Linked DNA regions of Mus musculus: region 2 is linked to region 1. Evidence: chromatin contacts called from public HiChIP or PLAC-seq data. All regions are on one chromosome and are shown on one strand. Each heading gives the region's core, a stretch centred on a gene start, on an enhancer-like site or on the middle of the called end of the contact. The rest is flanking DNA. Distances are from core to core; before and after follow the strand shown. Region 1 holds the start of Lpar3 (lysophosphatidic acid receptor 3). Region 2 holds the start of Syde2 (synapse defective 1, Rho GTPase, homolog 2 (C. elegans)).

Evidence for each region. HiChIP or PLAC-seq counts read pairs in DNA pulled down with a chosen protein or histone mark.
Region 2: an HNF4G HiChIP or PLAC-seq map of pancreatic cancer cells shows a contact between it and region 1. The contact joins the promoter of Syde2 here to the promoter of Lpar3 in region 1. A contact is called at or near these places in 6 of 39 promoter capture datasets (the 3T3-L1 cell line, hippocampal neurons, liver and 2 more), 1 of 484 Hi-C or Micro-C datasets (embryonic stem cells), 3 of 115 datasets of contacts at active chromatin or transcription factors (embryonic stem cells, extraembryonic endoderm stem cells and pancreatic cancer cells) and 2 of 9 other capture datasets (adipose tissue and liver).

Annotation. Positions count from the first base shown.
Region 1 is chr3:146,217,692-146,224,201 of GRCm38.p6, forward strand. Lpar3 (lysophosphatidic acid receptor 3) reads left to right here and starts at 3,270. Exons shown (of 3, transcript NM_022983.4): 1 at 3,270-3,456.
Region 2 is chr3:145,983,821-145,990,330 of GRCm38.p6, forward strand. Syde2 (synapse defective 1, Rho GTPase, homolog 2 (C. elegans)) reads left to right here and starts at 4,050. Exons shown (of 7, transcript NM_001166064.1): 1 at 4,050-5,349. The coding sequence starts at 4,179. Gm35352 (a long non-coding RNA gene) reads right to left here and starts at 3,675. Exons shown (of 3, transcript XR_376174.3): 1 at 3,552-3,675; 2 at 854-896; 3 at 1-504.

The sequences.
Region 1 (6,510 bases), core at 2,020-4,519:
CATTATAGTAAATCCCATTCGCTTCTGCACTAAAGTAGTTTCCAGTTTGGAGTCTAGTAAGTAGTGTCTCATTTGAGTTTATTCTTCTTTTACAGTTAGACCTGTTAAAAATGTTATCACATATTTTTGGCCACTTTCGTTCATGAGAACATTAATTGTTGGTTTACTTGGCTAATTTTCTGTTTTTATATTAAAAATTTAACTATTAGAATTTCTTGAGGCTGGTGAGATGGCTCAACTTAAGAGCTCTTCCAGAGGACCCAAGTTCAGGTCCCAGAACAGGATCTCCAATGTTTGTAATTCCAACTCCAAGGAATCGGATGTCTTCTGATCTCCAAGAGCACACACTAACACCTGGCTGGCACACACACACACACACACACACACACACACACACACACAAACATGCATACAGACACATGCATACACACATATGTACACACATGCACACACACACATACACACATGCATACACATATACACACACATACACATGCACACACATACACATGCACACACATGCACACACATACACACAAATGTGTGCATGTGAAATACACACACATCAGTAAACAAAAAGCTTTCAGGAGTTCCTCTGTGCCTTTCAACAGACACCACAGGAAGGCACTGATCTTTCAGCCACCATCAGCTGTCGACAGTTTTCTCTCCTACTCGTTAGTGGATTGTTATTTTAAAATATTATTTTTGTTACACGCAGATAGAACTTTTAGCATATAGTAAAATCAATGGCTATTTCTTGTGATGTTTTACCTTTTTGGTTAAGTTCTCCCTAAACTTAAAAAGCAAATATATATTAATATTTTCCTACTTCATGGCTGTTTCGATAACTTTTTAAGATTTGTGTTTATTTGTATTTATGTACATGTGTCTGTATTTATTGATGTTACTTGCACACCGGTGCCCAAGTAGACACGAAGAAGGAACTGGATCTGGAGTTGGAGTCACAGGTGACTGTCAGCCATTGCACAGAAGTCCTGGGAAGCAAACAATGGTCCTCTGGAAGACAGCGAGCTTTGCTCCCTGCTAAGTTCATTCCTTGTGCTTGTGAACCTTACAGTGGCAAAGATCTAAGCCCCGCCCCATCAGTGACGTGGATTAACATCAGGATTATCTTACTAATGTTGCTTTTAGGTGATGAACTCTCCTAAGTATCTTTGTATTCAACAGGATCTGTGAGTAGACTATTCTCTCTAGAGAAGTTACTTCCTTGAGATCTTTGTATGATATGTTGTGATCATAGTTACTCCTCTCCCTAACCCCTCCCAGATCCACGCTCTTCTCCCTACCCATCCAACTTCGTGTCTTCATTTTTGTTCTTTTTACATCACCCAAGTCCCGTTTGTGCTCCCCACACGTTCTCGGGCTTGTGGCCTTGTAATGGGCATGATTGATGCCCAGGGACTACTACAGTCTTAAAGAAACCAGATCCCTTCTCCCTCCCATTTGCTATCCTTGCCAAGATTTCCTCTCTCAGGTGCAGGCTTCATGCCCCCCTCCCGCCACGTGGACGGTACCACTTACATCTCTCCCTTGATGCACTCCCATTTTTTCACACATCTGCTAGCTTCTGGAGGCAGCCTCATTGCTAATTAGTCCAGGGCGGCGAATTTCAACATAACCTCAGTTAAGATTGTTCCCAAAGGGAAGGGCGTGTGAATTCTTGTCTGTATGGTTGCAGGTCCAAGAGTGGAGAGAGGAGCACGGGCCTCTCTCTTTCCACAAACCAGGCATGAAACTCATCCTTGGATCCTGGCTTGCGACTCCTTTATTCTTGTTTATTTGTTCGTTTGTTTACTTTTTAACTTCTTGTAGCACTCACATTACAACACCAAGACACGTGGGGTGCAGCAGGGGCACAGCTCCTTCAAGGCTGCAGTCTGAAACCCCCTCTACCTTTGCGAAACAAGGCTGTGACTCCTTGCTTTCCCAGAAATATAAGAGCACAAGGAGGCTGTTTGGTGAGTGTTTGTTTAAAAGGTTCTGAGTGACTCTCCAGCCAGTAGTCATCTTCGAGCTTGCCGTTTGAAGTACTGGTTTTCATTTGTTTTTACTAAGTGGTACTAATTTTAATTTGGTTTTACTTATAAAAATATCTGGAAAAGAAGTGGGACACCCCTGACCCAACAAGGGTTGAAAGAAGATAATCCTTAAATTTCATCTTAAGAGTCTGCGTGCATGTGTGTGTGCTTGTGTGTGTGTGTGTGTGTGTGTGCGCGCGCGCGCGCGCGGAACCCAGAAGTTAACTTCCGGTGTCTTCCTCAATTTCTTAACACCTGGTTTCTAGCAGAGCTTGGAGCTCATCCGTGGGCTAGACAGGCTGACCAGCAAAACCCAAGGATCGTCCTGTTTCCACCTTTCCAGCACAGGGCTTGTGGGTGGGTGAGGCAAGATGACTCGACTGAGGATCAAATTCAATCTGAGCTTATGCACTTGACCAACTAAGCCATCGGTGGTACAGAGATGGGTCCCATTGAATGCACATGATTGAACGGATGGTGAAGTACGTCCGAACCCACACTCTAGACGTTTCCCAAGTGCCCCGGGCTGCCTAAGAATGACTTCACTTCACAGGATCTTGTCCTCAGCTTACCTTCTAGCATGCAGGGACCCAGAATTTGGTTTTTAGGGCAGAGAAGCCTTTTACTCTTGCTTTCCTTTCCCCGGCCTTAAGCAAAGGTGGGTCAGTTTTGAAACAGCACCTTCAGGACTGTTGACTGCGGGAGGCCAAAATGACTCCCACGAGAAACTTAAGCAGGCTTTGTTCCCTCTTGTAACACAAAGGTGACCTGTTCTTGGCCTCTGGGGTTGCTTGAACTCTAGAGCAGCTTTGGGGTTCAGGCTTTAGGGTATCAGGTTTGGTCCTGGCTGAGAGCCTGCCTCCCGTAAGTAGTGTGGGGGTAGGGATATGCTTCCCAGCAGACACCTCAAATAGGTATCTTCCATCATAGAGAGAGTCAGAGGAATGAGTTTCAGTCTGGGCATCTTTCTGAGGTATGGCTCCCTGTGTAGGGCCTCTAGATGCTACTGTCCCCTTAGGGGACCTTAGGTAGTCTCTCAGAGCTGGCTGCCCCATAGGCACCAGGTCCCCAACCAAGGCAGAGCGCCTCCATGGACCGCTGGCCTTCTGCCGTGCCGATCCGAGCCTGGCCGGCGGGGGGCGCGCTCCCGTGGGAACTTGCAGAGGCACAGGCCGGGCGGGCTGGCGGGCGGGACCGGGCCGCCCTCCACCTCTCCACCCCCTCGTCCTAGCAAAGTTGCCCGGGACTCCCGGCGCGTCGCCGCGGACGCTGGAGAGCAGGCGCTTGGCTCTGCCTGCTCCGCGTCTTCCGCTGCTGGCTGGCCGGAGCCTGCTCGCCCCGTCGCGCTCCCCCGAGGGCATGCGACAGCGGCGGGACGCTCGGCTCCCGGGCTCGGCGGCGCGGGCGAGCGACAGCGGTGAGTGCGGTGCGCAGCGCGGGATGGGAGGTTCCCGGAGCCTCTGCGGGCCGGGGCTTTTTGGGGGGATTCTTTGGTTTCTAATCCATTTCTCCAAACTCCTGGGGCGGAACTTTCCTCGCGGTGTGTGGCGTACCCTGCGCTTTCCCACTTCGTGTTTTCCCTAGAGCAAAAAGCAATGCAGATGCAAAAGCCGGGCTGCTTCGGCTTCGGCTGGGGACTGACGGGCCGGGAGCAGGGGTGCCAGGCTCCATCGCGACGCGCTTTGCAGGGGCGCTTCTTTCCAAACTCTGGGAAGTTATATGGTGATGGGAAACGGGTTCTCCCCGGGATCCCTGGGAGGTGACATTTCCCACCTTGCAGTTAGTTTCACCGGTGTGGTGGTCTGTCTGTTGGTAAAATCTCGAGGCGAGTGCGTGCGTCTCAAGATTTGGGAAATAGTTACCATGACCAGCTCTGAACGCTATCAGGGTTGTGCGGGATGAGCCAAAGGTCTCCCATCTCCCACATCACGGGCCACAATAGTGCTTTGTTTTGTAGCAGTTTCTTCATTGCCTTCTCTGTGCAAGTTGCAGCTATCAGAAGCTGCTTAGAATTTTCTCAGGCTTGTGATTTAAGGACTGGCTGAATCTTGGAAACAATTTAGTTTTATTAATGGGATCATGGGCAGGGCCCTCCAAAGCACTTAGAGGTTAATTTGTAAATGGGATGATTTTCCCTAAATGTTTCATAATTTGCCCCTGCCATTGCACACTTTTCTCCTGCCCAACTCTTGGTCTTGGAATGTCACATTAGGCTCTTCAGGGCTCCTTCTTGTAATTTGTAAGTCTGAGGACAAAGTGAATGTTAGACCTAGACAGACTCCTTTTTGCAAGTGTGTGAAAGTTGAGTGCATGCCCAGCCTTCACTTAATGCCCCTCGATTGAATTGCTAAAGAGAGTTCTTGGGTTTGCTGTCTACCGATATTTGCTTATCCTGCTGCTAGTGAGGTTTGGGTCCAAAGATTTGAATCCAGTGGACAAGTGATTAGAATTTCCCTTCTTGCTCCCACCAGAAGGAACTCCATCAGAACAGCCTCGATACTGTTTGTTTAAGCAAACTGAGCCATTCTAAAAACCTCTAACCAACAAATACTGCCTGTTAGGTGGGATCTATACCTTGAGAACCTGTGACCCCGGACATCTAACCATGGGACAAAACTTACACCGCTTGTCACGACCACACAGCTAGTGAAATAGACCGCTTAGGAGGTCTTTTCCTATTATACTTTTTATTCTTTAGCATTATTCAAAACCTTGATTCTTCTCTTTGATTTAGAGACAGATACCACTCTTCTATATCTTGCTGAATGCATTCAGCAAGTGCAAGTCTTTGTATCAGACCAGTTCTAATTCGGTCTGGCTGTTCTTTAAGATGTTCAATAAAAGCTTATTTACATGATTCTCATTCATGAGAACATTAAATATGAGATGATTTTTTTTCAGGTAACTTCATCTGAACTGGGGATGTCGCAGTGTTAATTTCTGTCTGTCTGTCTGTCTGTCTGTCTGTCTGTCTCTGAAAGTCCAACACTCATGCCTAAGGGTGGCTGGCTGCTTCCCTAAGCTCTCCATCTTCCTCCTATGGATCAGCATCCATCATACCTAAGTCGTCCTCTGGGCCGGGACAAGGGGTAAAATCATCGTTAGAACTTGCGTGTGACTTGATATAACGCAGATGACGCGTTAGCCACTCGGCTCGGCATCTACATTCGTTCAGATGCTTCCTGGCTTGTGATGATGCCCAGCAAAGGGGTTAAGCTTCTAAATGGCTCAGATGAGGCTCACGCCGTTACTAATGTGGCATACGGGGGAGACCAAGGCTTTCCAGCCAGCCTGGCTTTGTGCTCCAAGGCTCGTTGTTTTACTTCCCTAAGCCTTAATTTGCTCATCTGTAAAACTGAAGATTACACTCAACTCCCAAGATTAAAAGAGAAGACCCGAGGGTCCTTCACATACAGAGAGTACCAAAATGGCGGGTGCCCTTTCCCCCTTCTAAACATTAAGGAGCTGACATTCACATGAACCCAGCCATGCTTGTCCATTGTTCGAGTTAGAGTCTGCAGAGAGTCCAATCCACAGGTGACTTAAGCATACACACTTTCCTCATGCTTGCCTGCCTTCCTGGACAAGAACCTTGGATTATTTCCCTTTTTCTTCACTGCTGGGACCACAGGCTAGACAGGAAGTTATGCAGGGAGATTTATGTTGTCTTACGATTTGAGATCATAGCCCAGTATGGTGATAGGATCAGGAACAGATCTGCTTGCTCACACTGGGGAATCGGGACACAGAGAAGGGGCAAGAAACACGACGATAAACCTCAAGGGTCCTCCCTCAGAAACCCACTTCCTCCAGTGAAGCCTTGTCCCCCACAGCCCCAGTACTTATGGGAGACATTTCATCTCTAACCTACAACAGGCCTGCTCCTATCTGGCTAGTGCTCTCTATAAGCACCAAGCCTTCTCCGTCCTGATGATGTATCATCCTTACTTCTCTTGGGTGAGAGGAGGTAGTGAAGATGGGGGATTATCTCCATAGCCACCTAACAATGCAGTTCTCAAGCTGTGTGTCACAATCCTGTTGGATGGTTGAACGAGCCTTTTACAGGGGTCACCTGAGACCATCTGCATATCAGATATTTACATTGCAATTTATAACAGTAGCAAGATCACAGTTATAAGGTAGCAATGAAAATAACTTTATGATTGGGGGGTCGCCCCAATGTGAGGAACTCTATTAAAGGGTTGCAGCACTAGGAAGGCTGAGAACCTCTGGTCTACAGCATGTGCTTTGTACGAGATGGGCCAGAGGTGTCTGGAATAGGAGAGCTCTGGGTTTTTATGGAAGCCCCATCGTCTCTGTGGGATCTATGATTTTAAATGTATGACTTGTCATTTTTTTAAGATGGCTTGATAATTTATATGGTGGTGGTTATAATTCCTTGTCCATTTACCTTCGTGAGTTAGTGTTAGGTCCTGTTATGTCTTCTTGTACTTGGGGAGGGACCTTGTAC
Region 2 (6,510 bases), core at 2,800-5,299, 230 kb before region 1:
CATAAAACATTAAACTGTTTTCTGAAAGGTCATCTATTAATTCATAGCAAGGAATGGTCACGTAAGTGCAAACACTATCTCAGGAAGAATGTCTAGCATCTATTTCTGTTCTAGAAAATGCCACAGGGGTGTAGTGGCTTTGCAATCAGATGCCGGGAGTAGGGACGGGGACGTCTTTCCATCTCATTGTGGTGAACTTGAACAAGTGATAATATAGATCATATAAGATTAGGGAATATGAAGTGTTGATGTATTCTAAAACATTAAAGGTTTCTGAATGTTAGAAAACATGAGCAGCCGTAAGTCTTCCTTGCATCACTTTACAGGAAGGGGGGTGGGGGGAGGGACAGAAGGAATGTTGTAGAAGGCTAGATGTAATCAAGAACCTCTGGATGAAGAACATGCCTTCTGGGTCAGTTCAGTGGGTCAGCTGTAGGCTCAAGTTACTTTACTCAGACTTGAAGGAGCTGATGGTAAACCCGACAGGTCTGCACCACAGGCATTCTGGTGAGGCGGTTTAGGAAGAGAACTGCAAACATTCCAGGGCTAAACTTGCTGTCCGTTTCCCTAAGAGCACAATGAAAGATTGAGAACCAGGGAGACACAAACACATCAGAGTGTCTACAAAGTGACCAAAATGCTCTTAGCTACAGTCCCTTCCATGACTGTTAAATGAGCCCCGTGCTCAGCCTGTCAGTTTGTTCACTCCTCCCAGTCAGAGTTACTGCCACCCCAGCTTGCTTGGAGCCAGACTATCCCATGGTTGTTAAATCTCTGGTGACAGTGCCAATGCAGTAGTTGTCAATTCATGAGGCACCAAGGTGACTGCTAAGCCTCTGAGAGACAAGGATACACACTGGAAGATGTCTTGGCCACCCCCTAATGTCCGTGGGAATCTGCAAGATTAGAAAGAAAAGGAATCGGAGATAGTTGAACAGTTGAAGTCACCTTGCTGCGGTGACTGTTGCTGGAGATCATGACAGTTCTGTGGCTATGTCTGAGAACGACATGTTTACAAACCTTTTAGTGATATACAACACACATATAGAAAACTAGGGCTTACATATTTAGCATTAAATTAGATTTAATTTCTGTGACCCCCAAATAGAGTTAGAATTGTGAGTTAAAGTTCTCGAACCTTCTCAGGGTGACCTGAACTTCCCATCTTCCTGCCTGTACTTCCCATCTTCCTGCCTGTACTTCCCACATGCTGAGATTACAGGTGTGGGTCACTACACTCAACCTGTTCGGGGTGTGGGGAGGGGGGTTGGGATAGAATCCCGAGTTTTGTGCCCACTCAAAGCACTCTGAACTGAGCCATAGCCCCAGCCCTCTTCCCATCCTCAATTTTAAGCAGGGTTAAGTTTCACTGTGAGATGCTATACTGAGCTTGGTTCTTAGTGATGTCTAAAGCAATGTACAGCATATTACATTGGCCAGTAAATTTCATGACTCTTGAATAAGTTAGCAAGTTGAATTAAGGACAGAGTCTAATATATAGGTGTGTGTGTCTGTCTGTCTGTGCCTGTGTGTGTGTGCCTGTGTGTGTGTGCCTGTGTGTCTGTGTGCCTGTGTGTGTGTCTGTGTATCTGTGCCTGTATGTGTGTCTGTGTGTGTGTCTGTGCCTGTGCCTGTGTGTGCAAAGCTTATGGCATTTTAAACTCTGTTAACTACAAAGAATAAAAAGATTGTGCAATTTAGTTGGAAGGAAAACAACTTCTGAGATAGCGATCAAATTGTGTTTATAGAACCCATTATTGGCAGCTTTGCTATCAGTCATTTCCTGTGGGAATATTTCACTGTGGAATATTTTTATGCCTTGACTATTCATAAAATAGCCTTGGGTTCCTGCAATAAAAATATCCTAGCACCGTTGGTATTAAGGTCTGAACATCGTAGTGTAACGTTTCAGATTAAGTATTGAGATTATGTCTACAAGTTTTCAGTGTGTTACGAAAGAGTTTCAAAACAGCATGAGAACACTGTGGTCTAGTGGAGAGTTGAGCGACGGACTGGAAACTGAAGCTGCTTCTTGTCTATAACACTGCTGTCAACTAAGAAGCTTCCTCATGTAGTGTTTAGGATGCTGGGTTTACCCCAATACAACAAGGGATTATAGTTTCTGTCCTTAGGAAGTGGGTCAATTTTGAATTTTTTAAATAAAAGATACAAAACATGCATACGAATTATGTAAAACAAAAAAAATACCTGAAACAATCTGTTCCAACAAATATATGATAAAGATTTGTGTGTTTATACATGTGTGTGGTGTATATGCATGGTATATGTGTAGCATGTGTATATGTGTGGTGTGTTTGTGTAGTGTACTTGTGCATGGTGTGTGTGTGGTATATATGTGTTTGTGTGTATATGCATGCATGTGTGTTGTGTGTGGTGTATGTGTGGTGTGTGTGGTGTATGTGGTGTGTGTGTGTGGTATATATGTGTGTGTGTGTGGTATATGTGTGGCATGCAGGGTATATGTGTTTTGAATGTGTGCTGTGTAGTGATAAGGACTCTTGAAGTTTGGTAGAACCTGAGACCTAGTCTGTGTGGGAGCTGACTCCATGGTGAAGAGGAGGATGGGTAGGTAGCCCTTCAGCCTCCCCTCTGCATTCCTGTGTTTTGGAGTGAGTCTCAGGTCACAAAGCAATGGCTCCTCACCTCCAGGGTGTGGGTCTTGATACAATTGACTCAAATCTTTAGGCTTGAAAGCTTTGCCTTCACCTGAGGGGCACTCCTGTCAGTTTCTTTGTTCCTTTGTTTAGCTTTTTGAGAGAGGGCCTCAGGCTGTCCTCCTACTGCCTCCATCTTAAGCCTCCTTCCACAAGCAAGTATACCACCACACCAAGCCTAGCACAGGGAAGATTACACGCATACAGATACAGGGGGATGACTCCAAAGGCAGAGAGCCAGGCGCTAACAAACGGCACAGATCCAAGTGAGCTGAGAGGATGGAGCGTTTAGGCACAGAAAGCAGCTGGGCTTACATGGAGGACCATACTGGAATAAGTAAGGACCATTCACTCAACTACCACTTTTGGAGGACTTGAGTACCTACTAAGTGCAAGCATGTGCTAGATATTTGTGCGGTATGAGTGGCTCAAAGGTCATTCCCAATGCATAACAACCAAAAAGTATAGCTGAAATCAGAGATGATGGCAACACTGATTCTTATCGATCAGTGCCAGGCCAGGCAGGGTTTGGTATTGAGAGTAGGTATTTCCAAATTTCACCCTTTCTCTATTTCGACCCAGTGAACACTGAATTTCAGTTAGCATTTTTACATTTAAAAGCTGTAAACTAGCGCTTTTAGTTTGGTAGTTGTACCCGGGGCTCTTATCTGTGGTTCCATTTAACAAGTTTTGTTTGATCTAGGGATTAACGTTGGATGAGAAGGTATCATTTTTACAGAAGGAGAAACAGATTTGAAAAAGAGGGAACCGAAGTGATCTAGTACATAAAGGACTTTTTTTAAAAATTCCTTATTGAATAGGATTTGCTACAGATTTCTTTTTTATTGTTTATTTTTACGTGCATGGTTGTTTTACCTGCACCTATGACGGTTTACAACACGCATGCCGGGTGCCAGCGGAGGCCAGAAGAGGGCTTCGGAACCCCTGACACTGGAGTCCTACACCAGAGCAGCCAGCGATCCTTACAACCGAGCGACCTCTCTAGCCCCGCAAATTCCTTTCCAACAGTTCCGGGGAGCAGGGAACCGATCAGAACATCTTGGGGACAACGCTCCTGTGAGATACACCTGCACTCGCACTTGGTCGGTCCAAACAGTCTTTGTTACTCTCAAGCTAGGACTTGCTGCACCGGAGCCCCGCCTCGCGCAGGGGGCAGCGGGGAGGGGCCGGGGCGGTTGGCGGGGTGGCAGCCCGACCCGCTCCACCTTTCCCTCTCTGCAGCCGCGCAGGCCCCGCCCCCGGAGCGCCCACCTCGGGAACGCCGCGTGTTGGCCCGCGCGCCCCGTCGCGGCTCTAGTTCCGGGGCATGCGCGCTGCGGCGCCCGCGCCCCCCTCTACCGACCCGCCGCTGCCGAGTTATGCCAAGTATGTGAGGAGCTGGCGAGGACCGGCCGTGGTCATGGAGAGCCGCCGCCTCCGCCCGCGCGGGACTCGGAGCCCGCCCCGCGCCCCGGGCGAGCCGGGCTGCTGAGGGCGGCGCTCATGGCGGAGCCCCTGCGGAGGACGCTCGGCCGGCTCCGAGAGCGGCACGCTCCCGGCGCGCTCGGGCTGCACGCGGACTCCGTGGCGGCCTCGCTCTCCGAGGGACGCTCGCCGCCCCACGAGCTCGCGGGCCCCGGTATGGAGCGGCCCGCATGGGGGACCGAGCAGCCGGGCGCGCGGGTGCCATGGTCTCGCGGGGCGCAGGAGGCCGCCGCTCTGGGCCGCGCGCTTGCTCGCGCCTCCCCAGGCGCCTGGGGCAGCGGCGACGACGACGGGGAGGACGAGGGCGCCGACTACTACGAGAACCTGCCGGCGGGCTGCGCGCCCGAGGGGGCGGAGGCGCTGCGGGCCTCGCCTTCCCGAGCGCCGGGCTCCTCCCCGGGGATGGAGGGCGGCCGCCTGGAGACGGGCAGGCTGCAGACCCAGTTGCGAGAGGCCTATTATCTGCTGATCCAGGCCATGCACGACCTACCCCCTGACTCGGGCACGCGGCGGGGCGGACCCGCGGGAGCCCGGGCTCAGGGCCAGCAGCCGCCTCTCCCCCGCGGCGCAGCCGTGCGCCCAGCCTGCAGCCTCCGAGGCGGCGACCGCCCTCCGCAGCAGGTGTCCCCGCCCCGGTCGCCTCCGACGGAGTCGAGAGAGGGACGGCCTCCCAGTCCTCGGATACAACTGTCCAGTTGCAGAAGTCTCGAGAGCCTCCGCGTGAGCCGGCGGCCGCCTCTGCTCCAGCGGTGGGCGAGCGACAGCTGCATCAGGTGCGGTGCGCACCGGGACAGGGACGAGCCCCAGCCACGTGGAGGTGGGATGGACGGCTGGAGCCCGGGCAGCCACAGGGCTGCTACGTCCGCCGCTCTCCTGCCTCCCATCTGCCATGACCCCAGCGGGTCCTCGGGACGACCCTTTAAGGATCCTGTGGGGACCTCTGTGATATCCAGCAGCCAAGAGGACCATCCGGAGGATCTTCCCCTCAAGCCACCTGCGGTGACTGTCAAGAAACTGCAGAAGTGGATGTACAAAGGACGTCTGCTGTCCCTGGGGATGAAGGGTCGCGATCGCGGGACAGCACCCAAAGTTCCCGGAGCGCAGACAACCTCTCCAAATTTGGGCAGTTGGAAAGTGCATGAAAACCACGTCCTCTCGGTGACAACGGACCAAAGAATCACACTGACAGGTAGGACACTTTGCAGTCAATATGCTAAGCAGCGCCCTGAGCCTCTAGTGTGGTGGTTTTCAGCCTTTCTGATGCTGTGACCCTTGAATCTAGTTCCTCATGTTTGGTGCCCCCGACCATAAAATTATGTTCGTTGCTACTTCATAACTGTAATTTTGCCACTGTTATGAGACGTCATGCAAATATCTGTGTTTTCCAATGGTCTTAGGCGACCCCAGTGAAAAATTAGTTCAGTCACCACAGGGGTCGAGACCCTCAGGTTGAGAACCACTGGTGTACTGTTTCCCGAGTGGGCTTCTGCGGGTCTCGGGTCGCTGCTAATGTCATACATTAAATCTTGTGGTCTTTGCGCCCCCTCCCTTCCCCTCCTCCCTCTCTCCTGCTTCCTGCTTTTTCCTTCTTTCCCTTTTCGGATTTTTTGTTTTTCTCTTCTCCAAGAGTCAGCGTGCTCCCTCCCTTAGGACAACAGTGAATGAAGGTTTTAAGTCCTTTACATGCATTTAATGTAGGTTTTGATGCGGGAGGAGGGGGGCGCTATTTTAATTTTTTTCTTTTCTTTTCTGTAGCTCTAGGCAAACTCAAAGACTTGGGAAGTTTGTGAGTCTGAATTCGATCCAAGGTAGAATTTTATAGGCTTCATAAACTGTCATTTTACTTATTAGGCTGTTTTTCTTCTCACCCAGGCACCGCACATACTTGAGCTTAGACATTCACGTGAGCACGCGCTCTCTCGGGCTCTCTCTCTCTCTCTCTCTCTCTCTCTCTCTCTCTCTCTTAATCCAAAGCTAGGATTTCGTTCTCTTGTAGAACACCTATGATACTGGTTTGTAAAGAAAGTAAATGTCACTCAGGGCCAAGTGCAAGCACCTAAGTCCACTTGAAAACTTAGAAAACACTATTTATAGTAGAAAAAAAATTTTTTAAGTCTGGTTGTCCTTATATAGTATGCAAAATCTTTGGTTTGCTATGTGCATGTTTTTAAATTCTCAGAGGGTCTAGTTTTAGAAATCTCTGAATTTTGTTGTAAATATCAAAATTCTCTGGTGAATCAAAACCATGTGGCATCTTGACACCCCCTTAAAGACAGAAACTTTCAGTGAGGAGTTTTAAAAATAGTTAAGTGCTGGAAGAATTTGAGGGTTTCCTGGAAGAATACACACC